Regions from separate parts of the Mus musculus genome. Here region 1 is linked to region 2. A link is a contact called in public HiChIP or PLAC-seq data. All regions are on one chromosome and are shown on one strand. Each heading gives the region's core, a stretch centred on a gene start, on an enhancer-like site or on the middle of the called end of the contact. The rest is flanking DNA. Distances are from core to core; before and after follow the strand shown. Region 1 overlaps Gm38709 (a long non-coding RNA gene). Region 2 has its middle 71 kb from the start of Gm40207.

Region 1 (6,700 bases), core at 1,221-3,720, 270 kb before region 2:
GAGAGCATTCTAGTCATTTCAATGTGCTCAAAACTTTTCTTTGATAAATGTCCCTCCATAGCCACAGTTCTATAAGTTGCCTCAGTGTATATGGCAAGTTCAATGGTAGTAGCCTCCTTTCTTTCTCACAGTCAAAGTCTGACATAGGAATTGGAACCTATGTTGAAAATTAGAAAACATTTCACTGGTGGTTAGAACAGTCCCCATAAGATAAATTGGAGGACTTTCTGAGCACAATTTTTTTAAATATTACTTTAAAAATAAAAACAACCGAGAAACACTCTAATTTCCAGGCTAGTGTTTATTAACCTCATGAAACTGTGCACTCATTTTCCCTAACCAAAAGCTTTCAAGTAGCAGTGCACTGTGACTCTTGCTAGACTTGTTCCACAGTAAGAAAGGTTGTTGGGTTTTTTTTTTTGGGGGGGGTGTCTTTTTCTCCTTAAAAACTTTTTTAAAGCTAGATTTTCTGGTTAGCTAGGAACTTCATAGTAGTGAATTGTTTCTACACAGTGTAAAAGCCCTAGGTTTGACTTCATTTCAGGGCAGCGTTTACAAACTGAAGGCTTCTCTGGTGCCTGTGCCTTTTCTTCTTGTGTGTTCTTATTCGATTTTGTGTGTATGGAACACAGAGCTGTAAGTTAGAGTCTATACAGCCTGGAGCCTTGGAATCTGGGACTTTCAGAGAAGACATAATAGAGGTGCAGCTGCCCTGGACCACAGGGCTTTCTTTCTTGAGTGTCTAGATGGATTGCTTTCTGTGATCCTAGATGTTAACTTTGTATGTGTCTCCTCTTATGCCAGAATTAAAATGCCCATGTCTCTCCAGATCACAGAAGCATGGGAATTGTGCACTGCCCATCTATCGTAGGCCATGATCCAAACATAACTGTCTGTTTTAAATGTTAGTAAGTAAAATTGATAGTTATTTCTTTTATTATCATTAGACTCATGTGTATTATTTCCACCATGCTGTTTGTTAGAAAGCTCTATTTTGGTTGTAATGAAGAGATTGCTCTACTGGGCATAGCTTTGTAAAATGATTATTAACACTCTTTATATATTCAGACCTCCCCCCAGCACACGTTCCCGTTCCCTTGTGTATTTGACTTGAGTACCAGTTGAATTGTTTCATTTGCCTTCCCAAGTCCCCTTAAACAGAGGTATTAGCTACCGAGAAATCCAACTGACTTTGTCAAGTAAATGAGAGCCATCAGCTTGGCCTCCTCTTTCCCAGGGTCTCCTCTCACTGTGAGGGAAAACAAGATTTCTAAGCCTCTATACCTATGTGTTGGGGCTGCATGTTAAGGTGGGCCTGGAGAGCCAGTGCCAGAGAGAGTGCTGGGTCAGACAGGCTTCCTCAGTGCAAAGCCGCTCATTTGTAGTCTGCATGGCACTTAAACCCTTTCAAACTACAAACAAACTTCAGGAAAATTCCATCAGTCTAAACAGAGACATGTTGCTTAAGTTGTTATTATACAATCCGTGACATTACTTACACATCTACACATCCACACTACAATTATCTTCCCAATTTGACAAATGACATTGCTCCGGAGGTAGCTTCAGGAAAAGTGGCAGAAACCTCCAGTCAGGACATTAAGGGTAACTCTGCAGGACTGGAAACGTTTTTCTCATGCCTGAAAAATCCACGCAGGTTTTGTCCTGAATCTAAAATAGGGAGTCAAAGCTGTCCCCCAAGTGGTTGGGATCCCACTTTTAAAATGTAAATGATCAGGCTGGGGTGACCCTGTGCTTGGCTGTTGAGAACATCGGGGAATAGTAAGTGAAAGCAGTGTTCTAAATGGATGTGCTTAAGAATTCACAGCCCTCAGGACACAGCTAGTAATTAGTTAATTAGCCCTCTCACTCTTGCTCCACTAAGTGCTGTCCCCAGATCTGGTGAGGAGTTTGCCTCAGCGCGCTTCTCCGCATCTAGTGGTTGTTAAGCAGAAGTCAGACGAAGCCTATTCTGGGCACATTTTTATTTCAAAAGCCAGACAGAAGGATCACTCCTAAAGGGGAAAAAATGGCAACTACTTGCCAGAATAAATCGAATGAGGACAAACGCTCCGCACAAGTGCGGAAGCCCGGTTCTCTCCGCGACTGAGCTGCCAAGAAGGCAGCGAGAGGGGAAGAGGGGCACACCTACTCAGCACGGTCTTTTGGTCTGCAAAGGTTTGGCCTTCCCAGGACTCAGAAGGCCTGGTGGCCATTTTCTTTCTCCTTTTATTTCTTTCTTTAAGGGAGTAAAAGAAAATTAAGACGGAAAAAGTAAATCTCCCTTCCAGTACCGACAACTCGGCTCCTCCCCCAAAAGAAAAAAAAAATTAAAGTGCAGGTACTAAACCCAATCCACATGCATCCTGCAAAGCTCCCGCAGTCAACTGGATTCCCTTTGGCGAGCCATGCTGAAGGAGACGCGATCTGGAAAAATCAATCGCAGCTCACGCCCCGCTCCGCCGCCGCAGTGGCCGGGAGTCAGGGCTGCAGGGCGCTCTGCCGCAGTGCACGTCCGCCGCCGCCGTCCAGCTCCAGTGAATAATGGAAGTATGACTTGGAGACAATAAAGCTGATTTATCACACAAAATAACTCACTGCTGCTTCAGTCCAACCCTCCGTTGTGCCACTTTAAATCACAAGTGCGCGCACCCAGATCCATAGGCGCTCACACATGCACAGTACACGTGTGTGTGTGTGTGTGTGTGTGTGTGTGTGTGTGTGTGTGTGTGTGTGTGTGTGCTCTCGCGCGTGCGCGCCAGGATCAAGTGGAAGGATTCAGCTTTGCATATAGGGGAAAAAAATCGAAAGAACCTGTCACTCCAGTCCAGTACCCTCATCGTTTGCAGCGTGGGCAAGTGACGTATAATGCAAGTTGGCGCAAAATAAGGTCCGAACAAAGCTATCATGTGAGGGGATCCAGCGTTAAGGAACAGTCTGTAAAGACTGGCTCTTCTGTAGGCAGAGTAAGACTTCTCTCTCTCTCTCTCTCTCTCTCTCTCTCTCTTCTTTTCTTTTCTTTTTTTTTTAAGCAGAAAGAAGAAAAAAAGAGTATCATTAACTGAGGTCAGACCTAAAATGATGTTTCTCAGTGCAGTTGAGTGTTGAAGAATGCAATGGAAAGTTCCTGGGTGAACATCTGGTGAAGACATTCTAGGAACACATATGAAATGGAGAAAGCAGTAAGACTTTCTTTTACAGATAATCTGGATACAGAAGGAAGAGGAGGAGGAGGAGGAGGAGGAGGAGGAGGAGGAGGAGGAGGAGGAGGAGGAGGAGGAGTTGTTAAAACTTTGTTTTCAAAGTGTGTTTTAGTCTCAGGGGCATGAGCTTTGTGGGCATAAGACTAACCCAGTGAGCTGAAGCAAAGTCCTGGATGCTGTGTAAGTCTGGGTCTGAACAAGTCTCCCCTTTCCAAGGCCTCTCTTTTCTCTTCTGTAAAAATGCAGAAGGGAAATAATCTTTCTTTGCACAGTGACTTCAGGGCTCCATCTAGGTGGTGAGGTTTATTAAAGAGAGAGGACACATTCTTCAGGTGGTCTCTGTGCAGAAAGGATGGTAGTTAAAGTGTCTAGTGGGTCTCAATTCTTAATGTGGAGAACTAGCTCTGAGTGTGTCTAGCACAGAATGAATGTACTTTGAGAATGCTCATGTCCTATGGCTCTCTGTTTTGAGAAAGACTATCTAGATCATCCAAAAGGATTTGTAGAGTGGAAAATTTCAGTTTTGTTTATTAATAATCTATATATAGGATGTACAGAGTTACTTGGATAATTCAGAGTGTGTAGTGTTTTAGTGGGCAGTACTCTTGTGCCAGGTTGGCTGTTTAGATTGGCCAAATTAATGGGATTAATTACACCCTGCCTACTATTTCAGAAAACAACTTCAGGGAGAGCAGGGTTGCATGCAAGGATTGTTGTTGGATGTAGTGAAGGCTACGGCCAAACCCTTTACTAGTGTTGATGTGTGTTAGTTGAGTAATCCCAGGTAGATTACATAGTTTAGTTTTGCCTCAGTTTCCTGCATTTCTGTAGTAGGGATTTATCTGCAACTAATTCATAGAAGCAGTAGCGATATATCATCAACCAATTCACTGAGGTGCTATAATAAAATGAGTTATCTCATGAAAGTGCTTAGCCCACAAGGCAGGGGTAAGAAACAAGTACATGCATGTTGGAGGTTATTAACACACTACTGTATACATAGAACAAGCAATGGTCAGAATGGCTGGATCTTTGCAGGACCCTTGGGTTTCAAATAAGGCACCTAAGCAGTTAATCTATCTTTTTTTATGATGTCAGCATAAGGTGAGGAGCTCGGCAGTCTTTATTATTTTTAAGAGTAGGCCAGAATATTCCTCAAAAACTCAAATACCATATGAGCTGGAGAGTTTCCTACTTCACCAGATCAAGGTAAATATTCAATATTGACTTTATCTATATGTCCAGGAGATGCTCACTGCCCAGATAGGAGGAAGTCGAGGTTTTCTTGGGAGAGACCTTGCTAAAGCTCCAATTCCTGCTTTTCCTATTGTGATGCTTTCTTTCCTGCACCGCTTGTTACAAGCTTAGGCCCAATCTCTGTCACTGAATTATGAAGCCAAAGCAAACCCAAATCCCTGACGTGCTCCTTTGTGCCATTATTGGTTTAAAGGAAAAGAGGAAAGCCTGAATTTCTCTCTCCTTTAAAGGATCCCCAGAGTGCATCCTTGAGCAAGGCTTTGGGAAGGGTCACAGGAACGGAATGCTTCAGGGGCCAATTGTGCTTGTGTTTGCAGTTTGGGATTGCAGGCAAGCTGCTTTTAAGCTTTATAGAGGAAGTGGGGATTAGGTGTTTCCAGAACAAGGTAGGCACTGGCAGGCTTAGGTCACCCTTGTTGGAAAGTAATGCCCCACTTTTTTCTGCCTGTGCACTTCGAAGCCCCAGTGCATTAACTACTTTAGCAGGGACTGTGTGTGACAGCCTAGGTCTGGTAGGCCTAGAACTCCCCAAATGGAATGGATGACCCTAGGACTTCAAAGTTGCAGGAGTTTATGCTCCAGGGTTAAGTTCCCTTTTAGTCAGAAAGGGTCTGGAGAGAAAAAAAAAATGATGCCTTCCAACTTGCTAGCATGAGCCCACAATTCCACTTGGTCAATCTCATTAACAATGTTTCCAAAACAAATGAATAAAACTACAGAGTAGACCGTGCCTGCTTGCCCTGCTTCTGGCCCTTTGGGCCTGTTGTTTGAGCAGCCCAGGACTTCCCATCATTATCACAGAAGCACAACTCTTCCCTTAAAGAAGCTATAAGTTTTAGTAAGGAAATCTAGTATACTTGTACTTTAAGTGTAGGTTTTTGGGAATTCAACGTGAGAAACCCATTTTCCTCATTCCTAAGGACCTGACACCAGACGCTGCTGCCCGGTGAATGGAAATTGCTCAGCTTCAGCCTCAGAGCATCCTTGTGGGGATTTTGTGATGCTGCGGGTTTTCACAGATTCCGAGGAGAACTTCAAGGAGAATTTGAGTATAAATTCAGTTCTGCCTCTCACTCTCATCCTCACCCATCCGGAACACGGGAATGTCCCACTTTAGACCCAGAGAAGAGCTAGCGGCGTCTCCAGGCAAGGAGCTGGAGGCACAGAAGCTAAGGCCAAGGTCATGACCGCCCACTCCGCTTCTGAAGGAGGTGGCAGCTAGGCGCCGCCCTCTGTCTGACCCAGGAGCTGATCTGGACGTTGCCTTGGACCGCTGAGATCTGGAGCAATGCTAGGGGAAGGAGGGAGAGCTACTGCTGACCAGCCCTTGATCCTCTGGAAGCTGAAGCTCACTGAGTGCCTTTTAGGAATTGTCCTGAAAGGAAGATCAACTGTTAAGCACAGCTGCACTTGGAAAGGCGCTCCCTGGCGCTACTTCTTTTCCTGTTAGAGATTTTTGAGAGGCCTGAATCCTAACCTTTCTGTCTCCTCAACTCCAGGAACCCGATCTAATTGTCCACCACCTCAGCAGCCTGTCTTCGGTGGCTTAGGGTGATGGAGCAAGATTATCAGTCTCCTCATAGGGAAAATGTTGCACGAATTTGAAGTATTGCAAGCAGTTAAAAACCAAAACCGAAACAAAGCAGATATCAATCCAAACCAAAGACCAACCAAAATAAAAATAAAAAATGCCCTCTTCAAGGCACACACACACAAAAACTTAAGGAAGCTCACTCTTGCCCCGTCAATTGTGTCCTTGAACCCTTCAGGAAAACACAGCTCTCCCAAGCCTTCTGGAGGACAACTTAATGACACTGCAGTATATCACCAGGTTAAAACGTTTTTCCAGAGGCAAGGTTTCATAGAAACATCTTTGCCACTGAAGATGTAATGTCTGGTTACAGAGAGGGCTGTGTGGGGGAAGGCTGGTTCCAATCCAACTAAAAACCCTGGTTTCCAACTTTGGAACCATAGCACTGGGTGCTGAGGGCCATGGAGTGTCAGCCTCTGGAGCAGACAGGACTGTAGGCTGGGCTGTTTCCTATTGCTTGCTGCAGTCTGCAACAGGTATTTTCCTCTCCTGTTGATTGATTGATTGACTGATTGATTGACTAATTGATTGATTGTAATCCTTCCTTCTAATGCCCAGAGTTAAGTTCCCATCTGCCTGTGTTTGAACCTTTCCCCCACATTTTTAAGTGTGATAAGCCCTGGCTCTTTAACTGGCAGAATAGGAACCC
Region 2 (6,980 bases), core at 3,645-6,144:
GGCCATGCGGATACCCTGAGTGTTCTTTTTTGTAAGAATCAGGACCTCATACTTCAATGCCCTGGGGACATAGAGAAGATCCTATAATAAGTCTGTACTATGAACACCTTTCGAGCCTTTTGTATTTATGCCATGTAGTGCTCACCAACTAATGCACATACTGTTACAAATAGGAGGTCAGAATTTCAGGTACTTGAAATCAACTGCCTAAATTCATATGAAGTCCAATGTCTATGTTTAACCAATCACAGAAAACTTCTACTATTTGCTGCCTACAGATTTTTCCAGCCTGTATGCCACATTCACCTCTCACTGTGTCAATGCTGATGTAGCACTAACAATAGCAGCTAAGAGTTTTTGATGTGGATACATTTATTTTAGCAACCGCCCCCCCACACATACATGCATATACCTACATGAGAATCTCCTGGATCATATAGTGTACTTTTCCAATTTCACAGATAAAAATAGAATTAAAGTAGGTCAAAAAAATTGGCAAGGAATTCCAGGATATTACCATTTTCTAAAGATCTAATTCCCTAACCGGGACTCAACTTTCTTGTCAAAGTTTATTTAGGTAAGACAGGAGAACATTTTCCTCTCCTTGGACTGTTCTTGGGATAGTTGCCCAGTCAATTCTAACCATCAGAAGTAGCAGAGAGCAGATTAACAGTTTTGGAGGGACTATTGAGTTTAATGTGCCTGAATTCTGTTAAAGCAATATGGATTGGTGTCAAGAAAAGACCCCCAAACTCTTGTCCTTTATCAACAATTTGGCTTTCATGCTGAAAGCCACCTGGATTCCTCTTTAAAGAGGCTCCAAGGTGAAAAATGGCTTCCCTGAACATCTGACTTAAATTTCCCAAATTTCTGGGCGGGATAAGCCACCATTATTTGCTCTCCATCCCCAAAACATCAATGCTGAGGGGATTCAATGTCAGAAAAAGTGTTCACTCGGTGCTATAGCTTTTGTCTTTTGGAGTAGGATGTCACATACTTTTCTACTCTTATGTGAGAGGAGCATCTGAAGGTGGAGAAGTATATCCATTTTACTCTCTCCCCACACCCTCATCTGTGATCTGGGCTTCATAAGCTTTTTGTCTGTAAGTCCGGTAAAGGCTCTTGATCTGATAAAGCAGGGAAGGAGTGTGAAGATGCCAGGCAGTGCATAGAGTCGTCACACCACTTCTGAACAGGTGTGGGAAAGTGTTGCCTGAGCTCCCAACCCTGCCCAACTGTTGTCCAGCTCTATTACGAGAGATCTTAAAAAGGCAGGGGAGGGAGCAGAGGGCAGGATATCTATGATCCTGGTCCAGTTCTGTGCCTTAGATGCAGAAGACTAGGGGCAGTCTCACATCCAGCTCATCTAACTTTCAACGTGAAGCAGAGGAGCTGGCACAAATGAGATGGACCCAAGACTGTTTCCTGTCTGTAAAGGCATGAACTTCACAAACTCGGTTTCCAGAGAATTCCTTGGTAGCATCCTGTCTGGAAGACATTGAGTTCTGAGCCCTTTCTTTCTTCAATTTAGAGCCCTCAGAACACTTCTGTCTTATTGTTGGGCCAATGGGTTTCCATGTACCTGCAAATCTCTTGGAAAATAGTCATCTAGAAGTTAGGTATTAGTTCTGTTTTTGACAGGAGGTACATGGATATAGAGAGATGCAGTGCCTCAGCCAAGGTAAACTGGGGACTTGGAGGTCAAGTCAGAATTTATCCCAAGGTGTGTGTGTGTGTGTGTGTGTGTGTGTGTGTGTGTGTTTTAAGTTCTAAACTGCCTGGGCTTGTTGTCCCATGAAACTCCTGGTAGATAGAAGTCAGGGTGTTGATGGTTGGAGCAGACACCAGAGGTAGCCTTCTTGGCCTGAACACACCTTATTGCAGTGGTCTTTTCTGCAGGTGGCATTCTCAATTACTATGTGCAGGACAATTGACATCCTGCTCACTTTGAAGTAATTCTTTCTGACTGAAGAGAGCCTTTGTACAGACAGCACTGAAAGTGAAAGTGGGAGAGAGTCTCCCCTGCTGCAGGATGATGGTAAGCTTTGAACTCACATGATGTGCCATTATTACTTATGGTAACAACAACAACAACAACAAACAACAACAACAACAATAACAACAACAAGAAGAAAACAAACTTCTTAGATTTAAAAAAAATCATGAAGATTCTATGAAAAACGCTGAAAAAGTTTGTTCACGTAGAAGTGTAGGGATTCTGGAAGGGCCACAATAGGGTGGGAGAGCAGCTGGAAAGCCCTAGGATACACAGGTAATTGGAAGTGCCAGAAAGGAAGTATGTCTATGTTCACATAGACGTGTAGGGATTCTGGAAGGGCCACAATAGGGTGGGAGAGCAGCTGGAAAACCCTACGTCAGGATACACAGGTAATTGGAAGTGCCAGAAAGGAAGTATGTCCAGAGTGACAAGCTGAACCCCAGAGTGTAGCCTTGAGAGCAGGTAGCCTTTGAATCCTCCTTCCTGCATCTGTAAAGACACTGTGAGGCACTCAGTCCATGCTTTACCAAGTGTTTGATGAGTGAAGACAAGAACACTGGAGTGGGTGGGAAGATAATTAAGAATACATTTTGCTTTTTCCTTATCACCTCTTCCAAAATTCTCTCTTGTACCCTAGGATTAGCTGCTAAACGAGTCCTGTCATGTGTTTCTGTTTCCATTCTGTTCTTCCAGGGCCACAAATGAAGGGACTACTGAATTTATTTCAGAAATATTATCTCTACTTAATATATTTATTTTCCTATCCATCTATCTACCGACCGATCTATCTACCTATGTGTCTATCTATCTGTCTACTTGTTGACCTGATCTATCAATCTAATCTGTCTTCCTTACTTATTTATTCTCTCTCTAGTTTATGTATGTATGTGGGCATATATGTGGGTGCTCCAGGGGAGAGAGAGAGAGAGAGAGAGAGAGAGAGAGAGAGAGAGAGAGAGAGAGAGAGAGAGAAGCCTTCAGAGATAGACATAGAAATATTGCACCTAACTAGTAGATTTGCTCATCTCTAGAAAAAATTTTGCCAGAGATTTATAGTGAAATGAAGAATATACAGATGCTACTTTTGTACCTGATATTTAAACAGCCTTGTCTGGTCATTTCAACAATTCTCTAATTCCTGAGTTGCCCTATGCAATTGTAAGCCCTATTAGAAGCTTTACCCACCCCTTTGAACTTTATCACAGCTAAGCAATCATGTCTTGATTGATGGAAAATTATGCATACCTTGACTGATTGTCTAATTTTGAATTAATTATGTTACTTCACAATTGAATGTTACTGAGGAAGATGCTTATTGACACTCTAATTGATGTATCACAGCTTTATAATATACATAAAAGCTCCCAATGCCTTCAATATCTTTTCCCTTAAGGTTCACTTCGCACATTCATCACATATTTATGGAAGTATTAATGTGCAGAAGGTGCCCAGGGTGTTGGTGTGGGGATGTAGGGAATGCATAGCGGTTGATGCTACAACTGAAAATGGGATAAAGGGCACTCTGAGAATCACCAAGGTAAATGGGAATAAAACTCTCCCCTTCTGTGTCTGTCTTCATGTGACATAGTCCAATCAAGGGGAAAAAAACCAGTATTCTGGGGGAAATTTAATGAGTGAGCCTCAGAAAGAGCCAGCTATTGAGATCTAACAACATCAAAGGGCAAGGGTGTTTCTGGACCCTGAGGGCAGTGGTCACTGAGGAAAATGGATCCTGGCTGGCAAGCCAGAGAGAGAGAGAGAGAGAGAGAGAGAGAGAGAGAGAGAGAGAGAGAGAGAGAGAGAGAGAGAGAGAGAGAGAGGGAGAGGTTTTGAACATGCTGTGTGTCCAGTTTGCATGTCAGGAGTAGGGTAGGAGTGAGTTGGGCCAGAAAGAAAAGGAAAGTTGAATTTCTTCCCGATGGCAGGTCACATCCAGATGCTTAGATATAACATATTACTGTTAAGGAGAGGAAATTGCAAGGTAGGGAAAAGATAAATACTGTGTGGCTGGGCTGAGGTGAGACTCCATTCAGTTAGAGAGTAAAATGCAGCCACATTCAGAAGTACTTAACAATAATTTTATTCATGCAAGGATCAATTCAACATATTTGTATTAAAACCTACATCTGTGCTAGGGTCCAGGTATAGAGTGAGGGGCTGATGCTAGTGATACTAAGAGCAGAAACAGACTTATTCCTAGCTTTTGGATTTTAGAGGTCAGGGAATTGGAGAGATGCTTGCTGTTTAAATCACCACAACAGTTGGTGAGTGCTAGGTGTGGTGAGGGCAGTGCAGGAGGGGTGGAGAGGCTATCATGCTACACTGCAAGGTGGTACTAATCTGACTTGGAGGTCAGCAAGTCACTTGCCAAGTATTATAGTAATAGGGCTGAAAATGGGAAAGGATGGGGGAATCATGTTTCAGGTTGAGAAAGAAGCAAGTGCAGGTTCTGGGTGAGAGGGACTTCCTAGTGGGACAGGATGTGGTAGAAAAGGAAATCTTTCAGTGGAGTTTTTCAAACAGTTTAATCAACTGTAGTTGAGGTGACTCATATATCACACCTCCCAGTAACCTCGCAACCCTAAAATTATATGATTTACAGCGTTTAATTGCTTGCTGACGTTGGGCTCAATCCAACAAGAGGTGCTTTGTGAGATAAAAGAACAGTGTGGGACAAGGAGCTTTGGAGGATAGAACACGGCAAGCTGAGTAACCGCACACGACAGCATGTGATTAAGTTTTGCAGTGAGGGGTTCACATGACCAGAGAATTGGAGGCTGGGGAGAAAGAGCGGGATGGGGCTTCCTGTCGTCGTACGTCTTGGCCAGACAGCTCAAAGTCCCCCTCTATGTGAGTGGGCTGACTGAAAAGGGACATTCTTGGCAACCAGTGGGTACTCCATATATCAGCTGTCACTGTGCTGCTATCAGGAAGGAGCAAGGACACTGGGGATATTGTCCCTGCTTTGTCCCAGGCGCTTCATATGCATTGTCACTATCTGTAAATGGACTCATGAAATAGTATTATGACTTCTGTTTTATAGACAAAACCCTAAATATTTAGTGATTTAAAGGACAGAATTATGGTCACATAGGGGGTAAGAACCTGACTCTAAGATCCTACCATAGTCCAAGGCTACTCTTAAAAAGTGTGTGTGTGTGTGTGTGTGTGTGTGTGTGTGTGTATGTGTGTGTGTGTGTGTGTGTGTGTTTGTGTGTACTCTTGTGTGTGTGTGTGTGTGTCTGGTTATGCATGTGCTTTATTCTCTATATTAGGCGATCTTTACTTAGTAGATATATTTTCCTAATAAAGGCAGGGAATGAAAGACAAAGGAGGTAGGAGAAGAAAGTAACTTTAAAAATAATATTATTAAAATAATAATTAAAAATGTAAGATAATATATTTAAAAACAATATGTTTGTTAATCACAGAGTACTCCAGTTAAGACTCACCATAAACTGGACACTATAATGGTTCCATTTTACAGATTAAGAAACTGAATTAAGTATTGAATTTTAGGATTAAACTGGGGGGGGGAGAGCTAGATTAGATTACAAGTGAGTGTATAACATAGTCCAAGTTCTTTCTAGCCCCTCATATCAGTTTCCGAGATCCTGTCAGTCAACATGGTGTCTTTCATTGTGTCATGTTTCTTAATGCCCACTAAATATTTGGTCTCTATCTACACATTTAATGTATACCATGTGATGTATTTGTGTTAGAGCAGTGGTTCTCAACCTTCCTAATGTTTTAACCCTTTTATACAGTTCCTCATTTTATGGTGACCCCCCCAACCATAAAATTTTTCTGCTGTTACTTCCGACTTTTGCTACTGTTATGAATCATTATGTAAATATCTGAGCCTCCTGATGGTCTTAGGCAACCGCTGTGAAAAGGTCCTTCGACCCCCAAAGGGGTTGAGAACCACTGTATTAGATGTTGTAATTATTACAGAGAGTAAGGATACTTCCCTCATTCTTTTCTCTTATTGTCAGTACCAAACATGCAACATTTAATTATTGCCAATATATCTGTTGGATTTTGCTCAGTGGATAGTACAAATTAAAGCCATCTTAAAGATCACCCAATGAAGTCAATACTGCAAGTCTTAAAAGATTCTCGTAGTTAAGACTCAAACTCAACTGAGTTATCAGCTAGATGAAAACAGCAACAAATTGAAGAACCTTTCATCATAATGAAAAGGAAAATTTTTATGAAGATAGTAGTTAACAAATATACATTCATATATGAATATAGTTCTTTTATTTTATATTCATCTACCTCTATAATCATTGTCCAATGGAAATAAAAGACAAATGTTTAATGCAACATTATATGCAAAGTATAATAATGATACATTATACATATGTACAAGCACAACTTCATACATATGCACAGGTGTACAGCATACACATACATTCATGTTCCTGAGATTACATGAAAGAAGAGCTGAACAAATTTATACAAGAAGTTCGCTGATAGGAAGACTCATTCTAAGATAAATGGAAAGGTTTTTTTATTATTAGTCTTTAAATCACACATAGTCCTAATATAACACCAAATGATATTTTAAAAAGTAAATGAGAATAAATAGATTCATAGAAAGGGAAAATGCTTTTTTTAGGAGATATTAAAAGATATCCTGCTTGTTGAATAAACAGAAAACATTGGCTGAAAAGTAAAACCAAAGGACCAGAGAAGAAAGCCCCCCTGTAGAACTTACAAATACACGGTAAATGATACATCATGTAAACTGGCCAGTTCACAGCACTGTACATGTGTGTGAACTGAGAGATTTGTGAATAGATATTTTTACAGCAATTATCAGATATCCATTTGGGCAGTAATTTTGGATTCCTGTTCATACTGTACATCAAAATAAATTTGAAATGGATCAAATAGTAAAAGTAAAAGTGACATCATAGTGTCAGCAAATGACTTGTCTGGTAAAGAGTCCTGAAGCCAAGCCTAAGATCTGAAT

The links. HiChIP or PLAC-seq counts read pairs in DNA pulled down with a chosen protein or histone mark.
Region 1: a contact with region 2 is called in an HNF4G HiChIP or PLAC-seq map of pancreatic cancer cells. The contact joins two enhancer-like sites. A contact is called at or near these places in 7 of 484 Hi-C or Micro-C datasets (the N1E-115 cell line, cranial neural crest, embryonic fibroblasts and 3 more) and 2 of 115 datasets of contacts at active chromatin or transcription factors (neural tube and pancreatic cancer cells).

The regions. Positions count from the first base shown.
Region 1 is chr4:97,753,486-97,760,185 of GRCm38.p6, reverse strand. Gm38709 (a long non-coding RNA gene) reads left to right here. Exons shown (of 5, transcript XR_003955232.1): 4 at 1-4,412; 5 at 5,381-6,700. It also overlaps a transcript of Nfia not described here. Among named protein-coding and RNA genes, the nearest start is that of Gm38709, 21 kb to the left of the region's middle. Within about 2 kb of position 2,470, at least 230 of the 459 cell types and tissues checked have an H3K27ac peak or open chromatin away from gene starts, as enhancers often do. A contact at or near this core is called in pancreatic cancer cells, where this site is marked.
Region 2 is chr4:97,484,340-97,491,319 of GRCm38.p6, reverse strand. No RefSeq gene overlaps it. Among named protein-coding and RNA genes, the nearest start is that of Gm40207, 71 kb to the right of the region's middle. Within about 2 kb of position 4,894, at least 23 of the 459 cell types and tissues checked have an H3K27ac peak or open chromatin away from gene starts, as enhancers often do. A contact at or near this core is called in pancreatic cancer cells, where this site is marked.